Regions from separate parts of the Mus musculus genome. Here regions 1, 2, 3, 5 and 6 are each linked to region 4. A link is a contact called in public ChIA-PET, Micro-C and promoter capture Hi-C data. All regions are on one chromosome and are shown on one strand. Each heading gives the region's core, a stretch centred on a gene start, on an enhancer-like site or on the middle of the called end of the contact. The rest is flanking DNA. Distances are from core to core; before and after follow the strand shown.

Evidence for each region. Promoter capture Hi-C pulls out the DNA fragments that hold promoters and counts their contacts. Hi-C and Micro-C count contacts between places; a contact is called where the count stands out from the background. ChIA-PET counts read pairs in DNA pulled down with a chosen protein or histone mark.
Region 1: a contact with region 4 is called in a Micro-C map of embryonic stem cells, with 4 times the contacts expected there. The contact joins the promoter of Aggf1 here to the promoter of Iqgap2 in region 4. A contact is called at or near these places in 8 of 39 promoter capture datasets (the SN4741 cell line, cranial neural crest, embryonic stem cells and 5 more), 11 of 484 Hi-C or Micro-C datasets (the Ba/F3 cell line, the G1E-ER4 cell line, the N1E-115 cell line and 5 more), 5 of 115 datasets of contacts at active chromatin or transcription factors (embryonic stem cells, fetal liver, forebrain and 1 more) and 3 of 9 other capture datasets (adipose tissue, liver and macrophages).
Region 2: a contact with region 4 is called in a Micro-C map of embryonic stem cells, with 2.9 times the contacts expected there. The contact joins the promoter of Cert1 here to the promoter of Iqgap2 in region 4. A contact is called at or near these places in 4 of 39 promoter capture datasets (cranial neural crest, hippocampal neurons, liver and 1 more), 5 of 484 Hi-C or Micro-C datasets (CD4 T cells, Th1 cells and embryonic stem cells), 4 of 115 datasets of contacts at active chromatin or transcription factors (effector CD8 T cells, embryonic stem cells, memory CD8 T cells and 1 more) and 1 of 9 other capture datasets (pancreatic islet).
Region 3: a contact with region 4 is called in an RNA polymerase II ChIA-PET map of memory CD8 T cells, with 11 read pairs. The contact joins the enhancer-like site here to the promoter of Iqgap2 in region 4. A contact is called at or near these places in 4 of 115 datasets of contacts at active chromatin or transcription factors (bone marrow-derived macrophages, memory CD8 T cells, microglia and 1 more) and 1 of 9 other capture datasets (liver).
Region 5: a contact with region 4 is called in a Micro-C map of embryonic stem cells, with 3 times the contacts expected there. The contact joins the promoter of Zbed3 here to the promoter of Iqgap2 in region 4. A contact is called at or near these places in 1 of 484 Hi-C or Micro-C datasets (embryonic stem cells) and 3 of 115 datasets of contacts at active chromatin or transcription factors (embryonic stem cells, memory CD8 T cells and pro-B cells).
Region 6: a promoter capture Hi-C map of embryonic stem cells shows a contact between it and region 4, with 2.5 times the contacts expected there. The contact joins the promoter of Ankdd1b here to the promoter of Iqgap2 in region 4. A contact is called at or near these places in 4 of 39 promoter capture datasets (embryonic stem cells, hippocampal neurons, liver and 1 more) and 1 of 115 datasets of contacts at active chromatin or transcription factors (acute myeloid leukemia).

What each region holds. Positions count from the first base shown.
Region 1 is chr13:95,373,908-95,376,839 of GRCm38.p6, reverse strand. Aggf1 (angiogenic factor with G patch and FHA domains 1) reads left to right here and starts at 1,483. Exons shown (of 14, transcript NM_025630.3): 1 at 1,483-1,994. The coding sequence starts at 1,782.
Region 2 is chr13:96,541,423-96,544,238 of GRCm38.p6, reverse strand. It overlaps Cert1 (ceramide transporter 1), which reads right to left and starts at 1,504. Exons shown (of 18, transcript NM_023420.2): 1 at 980-1,504. The coding sequence starts at 1,075. Polk (polymerase (DNA directed), kappa) reads left to right here and starts at 1,660. Exons shown (of 15, transcript NM_012048.3): 1 at 1,660-1,912.
Region 3 is chr13:96,509,233-96,512,217 of GRCm38.p6, reverse strand. The region is part of intron 3 of Polk (polymerase (DNA directed), kappa); the gene reads left to right. Among named protein-coding and RNA genes, the nearest start is that of Polk, 32 kb to the left of the region's middle. Within about 2 kb of position 1,402, at least 177 of the 459 cell types and tissues checked have an H3K27ac peak or open chromatin away from gene starts, as enhancers often do. A contact at or near this core is called in bone marrow-derived macrophages, liver, memory CD8 T cells and 2 more, where this site is marked.
Region 4 is chr13:95,890,435-95,893,274 of GRCm38.p6, reverse strand. It overlaps Iqgap2 (IQ motif containing GTPase activating protein 2), which reads left to right and starts at 1,353. Exons shown (of 36, transcript NM_027711.1): 1 at 1,353-1,611. The coding sequence starts at 1,566.
Region 5 is chr13:95,323,428-95,326,147 of GRCm38.p6, reverse strand. It overlaps Zbed3 (zinc finger, BED type containing 3), which reads right to left and starts at 1,323. Exons shown (of 2, transcript NM_028106.3): 1 at 804-1,323.
Region 6 is chr13:96,469,711-96,472,500 of GRCm38.p6, reverse strand. It overlaps Ankdd1b (ankyrin repeat and death domain containing 1B), which reads left to right and starts at 1,282. Exons shown (of 15, transcript NM_001369169.1): 1 at 1,282-1,561. The coding sequence starts at 1,390.

The DNA of each region.
Region 1 (2,932 bases), core at 234-2,733, 520 kb after region 4:
TTCCCACATGTTTATGTGTGTTTTGGTACTGGGTATCAAACCTAGGGTCTCACTTATGTTAACACAAGCTTTACTACTGAGCTAAACCCAAGCCTAACTCTTTGTTTCTTACTAAGATTGTTGCTATTCTTCAGGACAGCATATTGCTATGTTGCCTAGGCCAGACAAGAACCCAGGATCCTCCTGCCTCAGCTTTTCTTGCTCTGCAGCTCTGGCAGGCCAGGGACTTGCTCTGCCACAGGCTGTCAGTTCACCTGCCTCTGTCTTCTGAGTACTTGAATCACAGGCTTGTATCACCACATGTGACTCTGTACTTTTGAGTAAAGATTTTATTTAACCTTTGTAGCCGAACACTGGAAAAATTCACAAAATGAAAATAAATACTTCTCTTCAGTCTTTTAAAAAGCCCCATCGTATATATTCACTGTACACAGTACTGTGTCGCATAAGGGCATTTTCATACTTTTTTTACATTAAGTATATTCTTTCCTTTACCTTGGCCTCATTTCTCCCCCTTACTAATCTCTTCTCTTCCCCTACACAGTTGCTGTTACTCTCATGTCATAAAAATAATTATCTTTATCCTTATCTATTTATGCTATTAGCAGATCAGATAATATAGATAAATGATTTTATAAATCTATACAAAACCTAGGAACCATGTGTAAGAGAAAACACATGGTATTTGCTTTTCTGGAACTGGCTTAATTCCGTATCTCCAGATATATCTATTTGTAAATATAAACCATTTTGCTACAAATAACTTAATTTTATTTTAATTTATCGTTTAAAAATACATTGCGTATATATGCCATATCTTCCTTAATTCACAACACTGTTGTTAGTCACCTTGTCGGGTTTTGTAACTTAGCTATTATAATTAATATGCCAAGTCTCTCTGTGATATGTTGACTGGGAGTCAGGAGTGGCTTTGCTGGGTCACATACTGACTATGTATAAAAGTAAGGTTTTTTTATTCATATTTTTTTTTTTTTTAAAAAAAAGGCATCCTACAGAACCATCGCGATTATATGGTTGTTTTATGGTAACAGACTAAAGGAGAGCTCATAAGTAGTCCTCCAGTAACAGGAACGGGACAGATGATAGTGATGGTCTTGCAAAGCTATGTAAAGGACATGCTCTTAACAAAGCTATGTCGTGTGAATCCCTTTAGTCTGGGAAGAGAATTCAATGTTAAAGTTCCCATTATAAGGCGAACTTACAAAGTGCACTTCTAAGAATACTTGTACATTGGAAGAACCCTCGATTTTGAATGGGGAAACATTTCACCAATCGGACTCAAACTCCTACACTACAATACAAGGGAAACAATCGGAAGTAAAAACACAGGCCGTTGTTTGGGCACATAAACACCAATTTGTACCCAGCTCCTAGCCCCGTGTACCAGCGCGATCAGACCCTTCTAGCTTTCCGTCGCTTCCTTTTTCCGTCTTGGCTCCGCCCTCCTCCGGCTTAGCGTTTCCGGCTCAGCCCGGAACTAGAGGCTTCCGCTGGGTTCGCTTTAGTTCTCCCGTCCGCTGGCTTCCCGGAGACTGTCACCGGGCGGGTGTCCGCGCGGCCCGGGTAGAGTCGGCTTCGTCCCCAAGCTCGCAGTCCCGGCCGCCGTCTTCGGGGGCGACATGGCCGGGGCCCGCTGCGGTCGTCCGAGCGTGAGGCCGCCCCTCGCAGCCCGCGCGCTCCAGTGGCCCCTGGGCCAGTGGGCCCCGGTGTCGTCCTAAGCAGCCCGGTCCGCGCCCCGCGGGCTCGGCGCTCACGGCCGCATGGCCTCCGAGGCGCCCTCGCCGCCTTCGCCTTCTCCGCCGCCGCCCGCCTCTCCGGAGCCGGAGCTGGCGCAGCTCAGGCGGAAGGTGGAGAAGTTGGAGCGCGAGCTGCGGAGCTGCCGGAGGCAGGTGCGGGAGGTGGAGAAGCTGCTGCAGCACACGGAGCGACTCTACCGCAACGCCGAGAGCGACAACCAGGAGCTCCGCACGCAGGTACGCGGCTGCCGGGGCCAGACCTGCTCCACGGACCCTGGGAAGTCATGACAGCCCAGAGCTGGTCAAAATCCCAAAGACCTGTGGAGCCAGTTGGCCAGTGCCAGCCAATTGGTTTGGGCAGTTGTCTCAGGGCAGGCGAGAATGAACTTCAGCATGGGCTACATGGTCTTGATCGTCTGTCCTACTGGCAATGGGCGCATTTATTTGGGGGGGGGGGTCACGTTTAAGAGTTTTTTGTTATTTGTTTTGTTTGGTTGAGTTTTTAATTCTTATTTTGGTTGATACGAAATCTCCATTTGGGGCCTTGAACTTGCTGTGTAACAGAGGATGACCTTGAAGTTCAACTTTTGATCCATGTCAACACTTCCCAAGTGCTGAGGTTGTGGGCTTGCATTTTTCTCCACCGCCCCCCCCCTTCGCCCCCCAAACACACACATTTGGGATTCAATTGAGAATCTACGCAGGTCAGCCTGGCTTAGGTCTTAAAATGCAGCCCAAGTTTGACTCAAACTCAGACTCCCTCCTAGGCTGGGATTTCAGGCATGAGCCAACACCCACCCATCCCCTTTTGAGAACTTAGAATGCCATTTCCTACCTCGTGTTTCCCTGCTGTTTATAAAGTCAGGGTGATAATAGTGTACAGCAGTGACGTTTAAAAGCAGGAACATAGTTTAGTTTTACACTCTTGAACATACTCCATGTGTAAGGTGACCTCAGTTATCCTCTTGGGTTCACTTGTAGGAAGGTACATCCGCCTTTCTTACAGATACTAGAAATGTGTTTCATTTTCATAATCTGTAGTGAGGCAGATGCTTGACAGTGATGCTTAAAAAACAATACAGTTTTACCTTGTTCATTGAACAGTTGCATATTATCCTAACAAGTTATTTCCAGATACTTAATTTTAACCTAATGTTTTCTCCATAATTTAGTGT
Region 2 (2,816 bases), core at 255-2,754, 650 kb before region 4:
AAAGTTTAACAGGAAAGGACTGGGAAGTCATAAAGACTGAGTCTTCCCACAACAAAAACGTAAAATACAACACACTGTGAAATATTAACAAGATCACTTATTTCCAGCCCTATAAATTCTATCTAGGCTTAAAGGAAAGAAAGAAAGAAAGAAAGAAAGAAAGAAAGAAAGAAAGAAAGCTGAAACGGTGCTTTTAAAAGTACAGAGGCAAAACAAAACAAAAAATGTCTTTCCTTTCTGTACAAATACTGCATTACTAAATAACGCTCCTTTTCCTGAACTAAAGGTCGGTCTTCCTTCTGACACGTTCCAACTTACTATTAATATTTCTTATCCACAGCTTGCCAATTCAATAGCTCTTTTCTGAACTTGGACAAGGAGGGGGTAAGGTACAAAAGTGCCGCACACGCTTCCTACACCAAAGATCACTCACACCTCAAAGTTTACTATCTCAGATTTCAAGGCCAAACCCAGTCAACTGGTTTGCCTAAGTTACACCAATTAAGAGCCGAACAGCACCTGCCCCCATTCTGGTAGGGGCCTCCAAAATACAGTCTGAAAGGTCGATTTCACCGCCCTCCTGCCCAGCACTTCTTCAGACACCACGGGTTGCCCAACCCAGATTCCTACACCCCAGACAGCTGCGGCCTTGGGTTCCAAGTTACCAGATGCACCTTGCCTCCCGAACTAGATCACGGATTTAATACAAGCTTTCCAAGGTCCTCCGCCAAAGCTGACAGGATCCAGGAATTGGGGGGCTAGCGGTAAGGACAGTCCCAAGCACCTCCTATCCCATCCCTGGCCAGGCACTCATTCCAAGACGACCTTTCGGCCCCGCACCCCAGCACATTCCGCAGCCCCCGCCCCGGGACAGTCGGTGCCTCCAGTCCAGCCCCACCCCAGGTCCCGAGCGGCTCCCCCTCGCCTCGCGGCAGGTGAGTCCCGGCAGCGGATCCACGGTCCCCGCGGGGCAGCTCACCTTGCTGAGGACCCCGCAGCGCTCCACAGGCGGCCCGGACTCCGTCTCCGGATCCTCCTCCGAGCCCGACGAGTTCCAGCTCTGGTTATCCGACATGGAGACGCGACAGCCGAGCAGGAGACCGGCCCCCGCTCCGCGAGCTGCGCCAGTGCAGGCGCCTAGTCCCTGGGGTGAAGGGTCGGGGGATGGCACCGCCAAGAGAGCCCGCTCCGGGGAGTGAGGGAACAGGAAGAGGGACGAAGCGCGCCCGCCGCGCCGCCGCCGCCGCGCCTGACACCGAGCGGACCGGGGAAGGAGGACGAGCGGCGAAGAAAGCCTGCCCTTCCAGCCGTCAGCCGCCGTGGCCGTGACCCCTGCGCTGCGCCCGGCGCCGCCACCTGAACTCGGCCCCCTAGATGCCAACCTCAGTCAGGGAGGGAGGAGGGGAGGAAGACGGGAAGAGCCAAGCCAACGGCAGAGACCCAGATCCACTCACTCACACCTCCGCTACAGCCGCCATCTTCCTGCCGGGTCCACTATTTACCCTCCCTCCTCTCTCAGCTCCCTCCCCTCCGTCCTCCCATCCTCCCTCCACCCCGCCCCGGGCCCCTCCCGGCGGCTCGCGACGCTCCCTACCTCCGGCCCTCCCGGGTGACGACGGGTAGGGAAGGAGGCGGAGCCGGGAGAGGAGAAAGCTGAACAGGGAAGCCGCTGCGCTGCATTCTGGGAAGGCTGGCGCTCCGTCCGCCGCGCAGCCTCCTGGGAGTTGTAGTCGCAATCCTAGGCAACTGGTGTGTGTCCTGGGCGCGCCTAAAGGCTGGTTGCCTAGGGGAACCTTCTGAAGGCAAGTGGGCTTCTTTTGAGAGTTGCGTGCCCCTTTCCGTCCAGCCTGGCTTCCGATTCTGCCTTGCGTGTTTGTGACGAGCCAGCGAGCCGGGACGTGAGAACCCTCAGGTGAGGATGGTGGGCTGTGCGACGCTGCTTTCCGGAAAGCCCGGGAACATCTTTGCAACTTGCCTGGGCAAAAATGATAGGGACTCCGTCGCTTCACTCAGGTTAGGAGTTTATGATCTCTCCAGTCGCAAACTGAAGATTTGCTTCCTCTCTAAAACCGTCACTGTTAATTCCGAAGGACTACTGTCTATGTCTTCGGAAGTAGACTTAATATTTGACGTTTACTGCTGTTGGAGGAAGAATTCCTTCAGACTATTTTCTCACTGTTAATTTATAGAATTTTTATCTCGTGCAATTAATGTTGAGGTTGTCAGAGAACAAATAACGTTTAAAGAACTTCTTAAAAAGGAAATTAGGGTCATATTATATCCTGAAGTTTTCTCTTAGTTGTGAACAAGTATCTCCCCGGAGACCCATGTTAACCATCTTTTTCCTCCCCGGAAGACAGGATAACTTGGATAGAAACTTTCTATCATTAAGATCAAAATGCGAGTTTTACTAAATAATAAGGAATTAGGCAATAGGTAGCTATCAAATTCCTGATCATTTCCAACTTTGAAATTCCTTATTTAACTGCAGAAAGAATTTCTACCTGCTACCCAGATGGAAAAGTAAGAAATTTTGAGTGTTTGGGGGTAGGGTGGGGTGTTAAGGCACAATGACTAAGAAAAAACAAACAAACAAAACAAACAAAAACTCTGGGAGCAATCGAAGAGTCCTACACTCCACATGACAGGAAGTAGCCCTGAGAAGTTCTTGTGTAGAAGCATTCCTGGAGACTAAATGCAGTAGAATCTAAGTCTACTGTATGTCAGATACAAATGATTTTCCATCGTAAAATCATGACAAACATAACTGAAAGATATTCAAATGAATAAAACCTTAAGAGATAAAGATTTTAAGA
Region 3 (2,985 bases), core at 153-2,652, 620 kb before region 4:
TTATGTTGATTATTTAATTGTTTCATTTGTTGAGCTTCCTCTAAAAGAAGCTGTGTGCGTGGGAGGAGGCTGAGGAAGTCCCAAGGAGACAAGAAGGTCTCAGAGAACGAAGATGTTTTCATAGGAAATGTTTCTATTTTGGACTCACATTTTCCACATGCTAGATTTGATTATGTGTGATATGATAGTGTAAATTCCTGCTGGTCAGACCGAGGTAAGAAGTCTGCATGCATGAGCCAGGCAGCTCGTTTGGACCCTCTTTGAATATCCTCCCCTGGACTCCACCCTCACCACACTCCTGGAAGGCAGGCATCTGGTTATCATATAAACTATCTTCTAATGAGCTCGTAAACTGGATAAACGAGCATCCACATTCTGTTAAGTGAGGCCACACAGCCAATCCGTGCATTTCGACCATTTTAACAACTGCCTTTGCTAACTTGGACCAACTCAGTAGACTTTATGGAGATACTAAGTCAAAATAAAAAGCAGAATTTCCAAATATTGTCCTAAATGTAGTAGAAATTGAAGGTTTTGAAAAGAAATTAGTATAGAGTGTGGATACACAATGTTAAAGACTGTTCAAAGTCTATTAGCCACAATTGGTATTTGCAGCTCTCACCCCAGCACTCAGGAGGCAGATGGGTCTCTGTGAGCTCTAGGCCAGCCTGTTCTACATAGTGGGTTCTGGGACAGCCAGGACTACATATAGTTTCCAAAACAAACAACTTCAACAACAAAGACAAAAAACCAAAGCCTGTGTTAGAAAAGATAAGACAAAGAAAACAAACTTTGGTGTAACCTGTTTCCCAAGTCCAGCTCTCCCACGTCAGCTCTATGACTCAGAACAAATCTCTTAATCTTAGTAAACTTTCATTTTCTCATTTATAAGACTAATAATTGTAATCTCTGAATTATTCTGACTAGTAAGTGAGTTTTTGTGGGAAGAACTTAACACCTGACATACTCCATAACTGTCCCTTCTACCTTAGAATGAGAGGTAGTCAGCGAGCCCTTGCCATACCCCTCTCCAAGAACACGTTGTGCAAGCATCTCTTCATTCCTTCAACAACCTTTTGCCATTAGTTTATTAGAATTAAAGATTGTAAGAGAGGGCTAACATAGCCACTGTCCTGTGCCTAATGAGAAGCGTTACTGAGAACCAGAGGAAGGTCCTTATTTTTAGCCCCGGTGACACACGAGTTCTCAGAAGTAACAGGAGGAAGAAGAAGGTAAATGTTACAGCCACCAAGTAGACTGTGAAAGGCCTCAGGGGAAAGTGATAAACGAACCATGATCGAGAAGTAAAGGGGGAGAAATGTTGGGAAGCTAAGGCAGGCGCTGTGCATTGCGGAGAGCAGAGAGCGTTCAGACAGGATGGGTGGGTGACTAAGAAGAGAGTAAAGGAAGATGGAAGAGATGAGTCACACTGTGAGGCTTCCTCTGGGCAGCTGCACGCTTGCATCGAGTACAAGAGAGAAGTTCACAGAAGAAACCGTCCCAGCGTTAATCATGAGTGTGAGGAGGTTTCCCTCGCGGTTGGCTTTCTATTTATCTTCTGCTTCTCTATATTATTCCAAGCCAAAATATTTCAGGTGCCACTCCTTTATTCTTACTTCATTCATATTTTAGGCATATTGTAATTATTACAGCTTATCTACTATAATAAGGGCCACAGTGGAAACAAGAAATCAAGCAAGAGAGCATTGGTTCTCTGGCATGGAAGACAAAGCTGCAGCCGAGTTTCATAGTATATTTGAGTTGACCCATGAAGCCTGTGACAGAGCTCAGGGTATTCTAGATAGGAGCAACCCAAGAAGGCAGAGTCCCTCAGGTCAGCGAGAGGGGTAGGCTCAGCAAGGTTAGGCCTGTGTACACTGTCAGGGTCTGCTACAGGCAGATGGGATTCGGGTCTTGTTCCTAAGAGAAGAGCTGCAGTTTTAATCTCCAGCTAGTGGGTGGGTGGCTGGTGTGTCTGTCCTAAGACCATGAAACAAGTATTCTGTAAGTGAGGGCAAGGCTGAAGACAGCACGTTCATGGGGGATGGGCAGGCACAGCGAGCTCTCCCCCTGATGGCTTTGCCTTCCTTTAGGCGCTCACTGGGTTCTCCAGAGCTGTTTCCCCCTCTCCTTGGTTACTGTGTTCTGCCTCCGTTGCTCCTCTCAGTAGTAGATTCCATGTGCTGTGTATGCGGTGCTTGCTTTATGGCTGTCTTCTGTTATGATTTATGTTAATGATCTAGGCAGCTTCCTATAGGTTGACAAAATTAAACCTGTCCCATAGCCCTTTGCAGGGTAACCTGGGCAAGCACATATAGAGCATTAGTAGAGGCTGCCCATAAAAACGGTATGGGGATGCTTGCTATGTAAACTTTTCTTTACTCGCCTATTTTGTTTCTCTCCGTGTTCTCTTCTCTTTTTTCTTTCAACCCAGTAATTTTTCTCTGAACAGGCAAAAAAGTTTAAAGATTACAACTCTGCATTGTTATATTTGACATGTATATTAAAGTTTTATGAAAAATAAGCTACATCTTCAGTTTTTAATTGATATTGGTATAGAATAACTATTTCAGATATTAGCTCTTCTCCTGGCTAGTTTTATGTCAACCTAACAGAAGCTAGACTCAGGGAAGAGAGACTCGGAACTGAGAGAATGCCTCCATAAGATCAGGCTGTGGTGATTGACATGGGAGAGCCCAGCCCACTGTGGGTGGTGCCACTCCTAGGCTGGTGCCCTGGGTTCTAGAGACCAAGCATGCTGAGCAGACCAATGAGCAGCACCCTCTATGGCCTGTGTCAGCCCCTGCCTCCAGGCTCCTGCCCTGTTTGAGTCCTTGCCTTGACTGCTTTCAGTGATGCTGGGACTGCGAGTGAAATAAACCCTGTCTCCCCAAGTTCCTTTCCTTCCTGTTGTTTCATCACAGCAACAGAAACCTAGCCAAGGCAGCCCTGCAGACGTAGTTTCACAGAAGGAATATTCACTCT
Region 4 (2,840 bases), core at 104-2,603:
AACATGGCGTCTCTGAGACATGGAAGAAGCCTGGCTGACAGGCTGGTCACAGGATGAGTATTGCTGACCTGTGGCCATAGCATTAGAAGCATCTACTTTTGTGGGGAGGAAAATCCCTTTCATCCCATTCCAACAGGGTGAGAATCCAATGTCTCTAGGGGTGGGGGTGGGGAATCCTCTCGCTCTCATCTGATGAGACTTCCCTCTTCCTGTGCACCTAACTCATAGGCTGGCACAACTTCAGCTTCACTGACCACTTGTGAGAAACGCAAGTTCATGAGCCTCAACTCAGACCAACGGAACTGGAGGCGGGGCGGGGTCCAAGAGTCTGAATTTCAAGTTTCAAGAGTTCATTGTGTCTCCCAGAAAGCAGCTGGCTGCTCTCTGTAGATTTGCTTAATTAAAGGTGACTAGTGTCGCTAGACCACCTTTCTTCGGCTAAATCATCTCTTATGACCCTCTCTTTTGATGATTTTTTTTCAGTCATGTGATCACCCACATGCCCCACGTTTGTGAAAAAGCAGTGGCCCATGTTTGGGGGGGGGGGGCTCCCACATTCCTCCAGGCTCCAAGCAACCGCATGAAAACCGTGCTTTTAAAACAGCTACTTGTGGTTTCTGTCTCAAAAGCTGAGCCGGAAAGGGGTTTGTGGTTGTGCGACCCCGGCTGGGCCTGAGCGACAGTTTTGCACATTGGGGGCGGGCTGGCAGAGGGGTGGGCGGATGACTGGCAGTTGTGTTCTGAGTGTTGTTTGGAGGCTGTTAATCTTGCTCCTGCAGCCCGCGCACGAGCTCACCCTTACCGTTTCTTGTCAAGAAAGGGGAATCCTGTGTCTCGTAAGCCAAAAGTCATAAACAACTTTCGTTTATACCCCTAAATGCGAGAAGCAGGCGCTCGCGGGGCTCGGGGGTGGGGTGGGGAGGTGAGTGTGTGAGGGTTGTCCCCGTGCAATCTCTCTAGAGGAAAAGGAACTGCAATGTTTGTCTCTCAGTCACTGAGCAACACCCAGGCGAACTGGGTGCCTGTGGTCTGCTGTGGTTTTTCTTGCTCTTCCCTGCGCTGGTTCACTTCCACCCTCCGGATGCTCCAAGTCGCCCTCCATCTGTGCGCTGGGCTCCAGCTGCAGGGGTCCAGGGTGCCTCTCAGCCCCTTCCTCTCGCGGGAGGCGGGTCCTCGCAACCGGGCGCTGCGCTGTGCGGCCAGTAGGGGTCGCTGCACGGCGGCGCGCTCCCACCGCGGTGAATAACGGGGCCGGGCGGGAGGAGAAAGGAAACCTGCTGGGGGAGGCGGTACGGCCCGCGGGCGGGCGGGCGGGCGGGCGGGCGAACGAGCGAGCGAGCGAGGGAGGAGATAGTTCACTTTTGCCCCGGTGTCAGCGAGACGCGGCCGCCGCAGGCGCGAGTGAAGGAGCACCGAGGGAGCGGAGCGGTCAGCTCCGAGAAGCCGGGCGAGGGCAGCCCAGAGGTGGGATCGGAGCGCGCCCGCCGGGCGCGGAGCCCGCGAGCCTGGCCAGCGAGGGAAACCACGGGGGGCGCTCCCCGGGAGGGCCCCCAGAGCAGCGCAGGATGCCGCACGAAGAGCTGCCGTCGTTGCAACGGCCCCGCTACGGCTGTGAGTGTTCGGGCTCCCGTTGATCTCGGGGCGCCCCTCTCCCTGGGACGGCGTTGGGGAGGCCGAGGGGCTTGAGGGCGCGCTGCGGAGGGCAGCGGCTGGCAAAGTTGAGAATTGGAATTGCAAAGGAGCAGGGCGCGGATTTCCAAGCCCCTTTCTTCCAAATTCCTAATTGCAGCTTCCAGCTAAGTCCCTCCACCTCGCAAGCCTCAGCAGCTCTGGTGCAGATCAGGTTGTGGTTTAGGGGTATCAGGTGAGGAGCCCGCCTTGCTTTGGGCGCTGCCGGCTCGAGCCAGAGGGTGGCGTAGGGGATCCGATGCTTCCCACCCAAAAGGGGCGGAAAGTTTGTTTGCTGTCGCTACAGGTGGGCAGCGCAGCTCCTGTGCCCGCGCGCTCTGCGAGAGGTGAAGGCACTTTCCTGGAAGGGCAGGCTTCTCCTACTAGTCTCTTTTGGGCCTCACCTGAGCAGCTAGAGCCACTTAGGCCCCACAGGTGTGAGGCCCTTCCAGCCAAGGCCTCCAGGGACACGTACCGCCCCCAGCCACTTTCCCGGTGGCTCTCCCCGCCCCCGATCTCCTGCGCGGGAGGATTTCTGTAAGGACAGACTCTGAGCCGGTCTGATTGAAAGTGACGGTGTCGGTTACCCAGCCCCGGGCTGCCGGCGGCGGAAAGAGGTGGCTTTGACTAACAAGAGGGAGCCAGATTATCGCCAACCACGTGGCCCCTTGTGCAGAGTTCAGAGTCCTAAATATGCGCTAGGAAGTATTTCCTTTAAAACAAACAGAACGCTGGCTTCTTCTCCCGGGTTGGCCCTGTCGACAAACGCATGGCCACGAACCATGGGTTAATCTTTTGCTTGGACTGGTCTTGTTAGACGCAGTACCAGGTTTAGGTTAAGGTGGTGACAACTGCAACAGAGTTAGTGTGTTCATGTGGTTTGTGGTGTTTGGTAGGAGCACGGATGAAATTTTTGGAAGAGGGTCGCCAACTTCCCTAAGTCAGTCAGTCAGTCTCTCTCTCTCTCTCTCTCTCTCTCTCTCTCTCTCTCTCTCTCTCTCTCTCACACACACACACACACACACACACACACACACACACACACACACACACACACACACACACACACACATCCCAGTCTTGGAAGGGACTGTCAGAGGTGAGAGGTTTGTTTTTTCCTTGTGACAGCAAGGAGCCAGCTGCAGTTTCTGTAAAGTGAGAAAATGCATTCA
Region 5 (2,720 bases), core at 74-2,573, 570 kb after region 4:
GTAGTCTCTGTAAGATCCAGGTCAGCCTGGTCTACACAGGCAAGTTTCAGGTCACCCAAGGAAACAGACCCCGTCTTAAAAAAAAAAATAAAATAAAAAATTCAGAACACCACTAATTATCTCAACTCACGAAACTATTCAACAGCTGTTCTAAACACCTTTGGAGCTCAGCAATGGCAGGTACTTTTTTTCCAATGAAGGAAAATCCTATTCTTTTTAGTAAAGCTTTAAGCCGGCCACAGAAGGCTTGCACAACCAAAGGCTCCAGTGAGCCAGGCCCGGATCAGGAAACTCTTTTGTGTCCAGTGGAGGAGGAGATTCTGGTTTACTCTGGTTTACACCGGTTTTCTTACAGCCCCCCCCCCCCCCTCCACACACACACACAGGTGGGAAACATTAACCAAGTCGCAATTAGCGCATGAGGCTCAAAGTCACTCTCCACCGAGGCAACTTTACGGGGACAGTTCCCCCTCTTCCCCACCCCCCACCCCCCGGAGCTGGTTAACCAAAGAGAGCGGAGACGCTCCAGAAGGTTCCGGAAGCCCGCAGGCTGGGCCCCTCCGCCAAGCCTGGGGTGGTAGGCATCCCCTGCAGACCCCGCGGCTGCGACCCTGGATCCCACGGCCTAGGGGCTCCCGAAGTCCCCGAGGTCCTGCGTGGCGTCCCCCGCACCCCTCCACCCCGCGGTTTCTCCGATCCCGGACGTCCCCGCGGGCCCCTGAGATCACTGCAGCCCCTGGTGTCCCTGCGGTCGCTCCCGCCAAGCCAAGCCACGCCACCGAGCCCCAGCCAGCCACGCTCACCCGGACGCCGCGATGGTCGCCCCTCGCCTCCGGGCTCCTCGCAGACATTTTGTCCTGGACGGAAAAGGCCGATTCCCCCTTAAAGACACAGCGCTCAATTTGCGCGTCTCGGGGCGTCCATGGGGGGCGGTGACGCGTGGTCTGGACGCCGGGGCGCCGCTGCTAAACCATCCGGTCCGGGAGGAGTTTAGAGTAACGGATGGAGAACTAGTTTAACGAATTGAAATCTGTCGGAGGTTTTTAAACGGTGCAATAATAGCGCAGGGATGCTGAAAGCGTTTTAACCGTGGCTCTGCACGTTTGCGCGTTAACCTTCCAAGCCCTTGGATTCAGCGGGTCCAGATCCTCAGCTGGGCGCACTGCTCGCTCGCATTCTTACAGATTAAGGCCTCTGATATGGCACTAGTCAGAAGTCCTTGCAATCAAGGTCTTAGGAGGAAAAGGTGTCCACCCAAACCACCAGCACAGGGAACTACCTTTGTCTTCATTATATTCAGTTAACAGCGTCTGCGTGATTTACAGTTACATCAGCCGCTAGCGGCTGCGTTCTAAGGCGGGTTTCTGCATTCCACGCTCCAGGTGGAAAGAGAAACCTTTTTCAAGACCAGCCCGCTGAGGTGCGGGCGAGAGCCTTGGGGCTTTGCAGGCTGACGGGCAATCCTGTTGTGTAGCGTTTTGCTGTTCCAGCCGTTCAAATATTCCCACCATACAGATTTTTAATCTATAAATAGTCGCAAGGAAGTGACTTGCCAAATTCAAGAACGCACCAGTTAGCTCTTAACGCACAGCTGGCACGTTCTGCCCTTCATTCATAAAAACAAAACAAAAGTCACTAATTTGTTGCTTTTTAATTTAGTGTTTTTGCGTGGTGGTGGTGGTGGTGGGTGTCTGTGCATGCATGGGTGCAGTGTCAGTGGAATCCAGAAGAGGGCGATGGATCGGCGGTAACCGACTCCCCGCCCCCCCACCCCAATCATCTCTTCAGCCCACATACTGCTCTGCTCACATTCTATTAGTCAAAGTAAGTCACATGAACAATGGGCACGAAGCCTTGCTAGAAGACAATAAGCAAAAAGATATAAATGTAAAAAAAACAAAAAAAAACAAAAAACCAAAAAACCAAGAAATTCTTTTGTAGGTAATACAATCCATGTTAACTGCTTTGGTTCAAGTGGCGCTGGGGAGGAGCACCTTGCTCATGCAGAGCACGTGTTTTGCAGTGGAAATATTATAACCCTCCTCACTTAAACACACACACACCTGATAGACCTATTTGTTGACTTTCTTCTATGCCAAGAATTTCAGAGAAAAGAAAAATCTTGTTGGGTATCACGAAAGGAATACTTTTGCAATGGCGAGATTATTAGATTCCCCTCTTTCAAGATTGACCTAAATGTTTTCATACAATATATTTTGATCATATTCTTTTGTAACCCAGCAAACCAGTAAAACAAACAAACAAATGAACGAAAACACATTTTAAAAAGTGTGTAAGGATTCTCTAGAGTAACAGAACTTACAAACCGAATTCCTCTCTTTATATAGAGAAAGGGGGAAGTTTTAGAATGACTTACAGGCTGTGGTCCAGCTAACCCAACAGTAGCTGTCTATGAATGGAAAATCCAAGAATCTAGTAGTTGTGTCTCAGCTGGTCTTCAATAGAAGCTGGAATCCTGCAGGAGTAACCGCCGCCGCTGGCGATGGACTTGCCAGTTAGGCCAGAGTACAGTGGCAAAAAGCAAAAAGCTGTCTTCTCCCGTGTCCTTATATAGGCTTCCAGCAGAAGGCGTGGCCCAGATTAGGGGTGGGGTTTTTCTGGCTCAAAAGATTAAAGGTGTGTCTTTTTACCTCAAAGATTCCTGATTAGAAGTGGATCTCCCCACTTCAAATTAGGTAAAAATCCCTCACAGGTGTGCC
Region 6 (2,790 bases), core at 33-2,532, 580 kb before region 4:
ATTTACATTACAATTCATAACAGTAGCAAAATTATAGTTATGAAGTACCAAAGAAATAATTTTGTGATTAGGGGTCACTACAACATGAGCAACTGTGTTCAAGGGTCGCAGGCAGCATTAGGAAGACTGAGAATCACTCGTGCAGAGCATAAAATCACAATGCTTCTTATCTTGTTGAGAGCTTTAATACGGAGAGAGCCCAGTTGGGAGTTTGGAAGCGATTTGTGTGCTGTAATTATTAGAATAACATGGTTCAGAATTCTGTGGAGTTAGTCTGATTTCCACTGTTAATATACTGATACTCTTTTCCTGTACACTCTCATCTGGTAGTTGGGATTTTATTTATATTGTTTTGTATCCCATTTTCCATTCACATATGATACTTTGCATGTTAGTCCTGCCTTATATTTCTACTAGTATTCATTGTCGTATACTTGCTATTGTTTTGATCATAATATCCTACTATAAAGATTAGGCCTTTTTTTTTTTAAGTTCTAAATGGAACTCTGCTAGGTACACTTTGTCATGTTGGGTTTTTCCCTTGATACATCGAGAAACACTGATTTGAATTTAATACTGAAAATTTGGTGCACAGTAATTAGAAAGCAAAGCAAGCTTTAAATGGACATCGATATCATATATATTTTAAATTCATTGTATGTGAGTACCACTGAGGCCAGAAGAGGGCATTGGGAGCCCTGAAGCTGGAGTAACAGCTGGGTTGAGCCATCCAGAGCTGGTGCTGGAATTCAAACTCTAGGCTTCTGCAAGAGTGGTAAGTGCTGCTGAGCACTGAGCCATCTTTCCAGCCCTAATATTATATAATTTATATTAAAATGAAACACCTCACCAATTCATAACAGAAAATAAAAGTCATTTTACCTCTTTTATTTGAAGTTTATTTGAAGAGTCAGGATTTCTTGGACCTGTTTCTGAATTATTTTAATTTCTAACAGACCAGCCAAGAAAACTGGTAATTTCATGACTATCAAATGAAAAATTGAGTCTTTTTTTTTCAAGGAGGAAATTCTGGAATCCCAACTAGGAAGTATTTAATATTGAATTTCCAGTAATGAGTATGGACTATAAATCAAACCCAGATATTTTTAAACTGTACAGGGAACTGATGGATCATGAACTGAGCATTTCCGAGGGCTTGTAGATTTCTAGAAACGTTTCCTTTTGTGTAGAGCCAAACCCTAGAGTACATGGGATGCCACACCTAAAGGCGGACACCGCAGACCAGCCCAAGACAGGGAAGGGCTGGAGAACGGAGGGCCTGTGCCTAGCCATTGGCTCCAAAGAGAGCAGGCTCAGTCCTGCGCTCCTGCGTGGCGCATTTGCAGTCCAGCTCCACACCTTAGTGGGGTCCCTACAGCAAGGGTGACCATGAACCCTGAGAGTGCCCAGGGCCACGGAGCGAGGGCTCCGATGCTCCAGGCAGCCAGGGGCCTAAAGGCCAACCTGAGGGATGTAGCCACCAGACCCTGGAGGAGCCTGGCCAGGATGCCGAAGCCGGAGGTGCAGGACCCGGAGACAGCAGCTGCAGGACATGAGGGCTGTGAGTCCTGGGATGAGGTGTGATGGGCAGAGGGTGGGCTCAGGCCAAGAAACTAGAGGGACACTCACTGAAGCCTGGAAGGATACAGGTACCTGGCAACCCTCAGGATGTTCTCTAATGCTGCCCCTCGCCCCCTTACTGGCTGGTTTTTAGCTTTGAAGTTGTCACCACTGAGTGTTGATCCACACCCTATACTCTGGATGGGAGGGTCGTTTTTTTCTAAGCGGAGGAGGAGATTGTTTAAAGAAATGAGTAAGCCCTTGTCCAGATAAGGAAAGAATTCCTTGTGCCTTTGTCTTAAATCACGGTTTGCGCGCAGATTTATTTGTGTGACTTCAAGTCACTTAACCTTGTTGGGTTTAGGTTTCTAAAGCTTGGGGAATAGATCAGCTATGCCTCGGGAATAATAACACAAATTGAGCGAGGCTACACAGAGGAAGTCTTCAGGAGCGGAAAATAAAGGACTCGTGTATCTTCAGGGCACACTATGGGCTCGCGTAGGTGAACTCTTTCCTGAAGCCCCGGCCTTGGCAACTGTGTATCGTTTCCTTAATATAATGTGCAGTTACTTAGTTTCTTCCAGGACTATGTTCTAGGGCCTAGTACTTTCAAGAGATGTTTCAGGAGGACAAGGCAGCTCCTGGGTTTGTGGGGCTCGATTTCTGTTGTGGAGGAGGCTGACGGATCATGAACAAGGAAGTTACAGGGGTGACAATTTTAGGGAAAGGCCACCAAGTAAAGTGACCTGGGTGGCACCAGGGCACAGGAGGACTTTAGGTCAGGAGACAAGAGCATGTTTGGGCAGGCACTCAAATGAGAGGAAACAACCAGCCACGGGAGGTTCAGGTAGAAACTGAGACAAGCAAGAGTCAAGCGGATGCAGACGTGGAGTCCCTAAGATTAAAATGGCGAGAAGGCCCAGCCATTGAGGGTCGTGGTGAATGAAGCTGAGAGCTACTGAGACTGGAGAGGGTTAGACTTCAGATGGTGAATGTCTTCTAAGGGTTGAAAGCTCCACACTAGCTAAATCTTTTAGTGAGTGGGGTTAGTGATGTGTTTATAAAAAGATAAAGGAAAAGGGGGAATATGTCCTATGGAGGTGTGGTGAGGTATGGGGAAAGGGGATGTCTCAGCGGGTCCGTGCCAAGGCATCCCTTCCCCCTGAGGGACCAGGATGGTATAGTATAGAATAGAGTTTATTCAGGGCATGGGGAGGGGAGTTAAGAGGG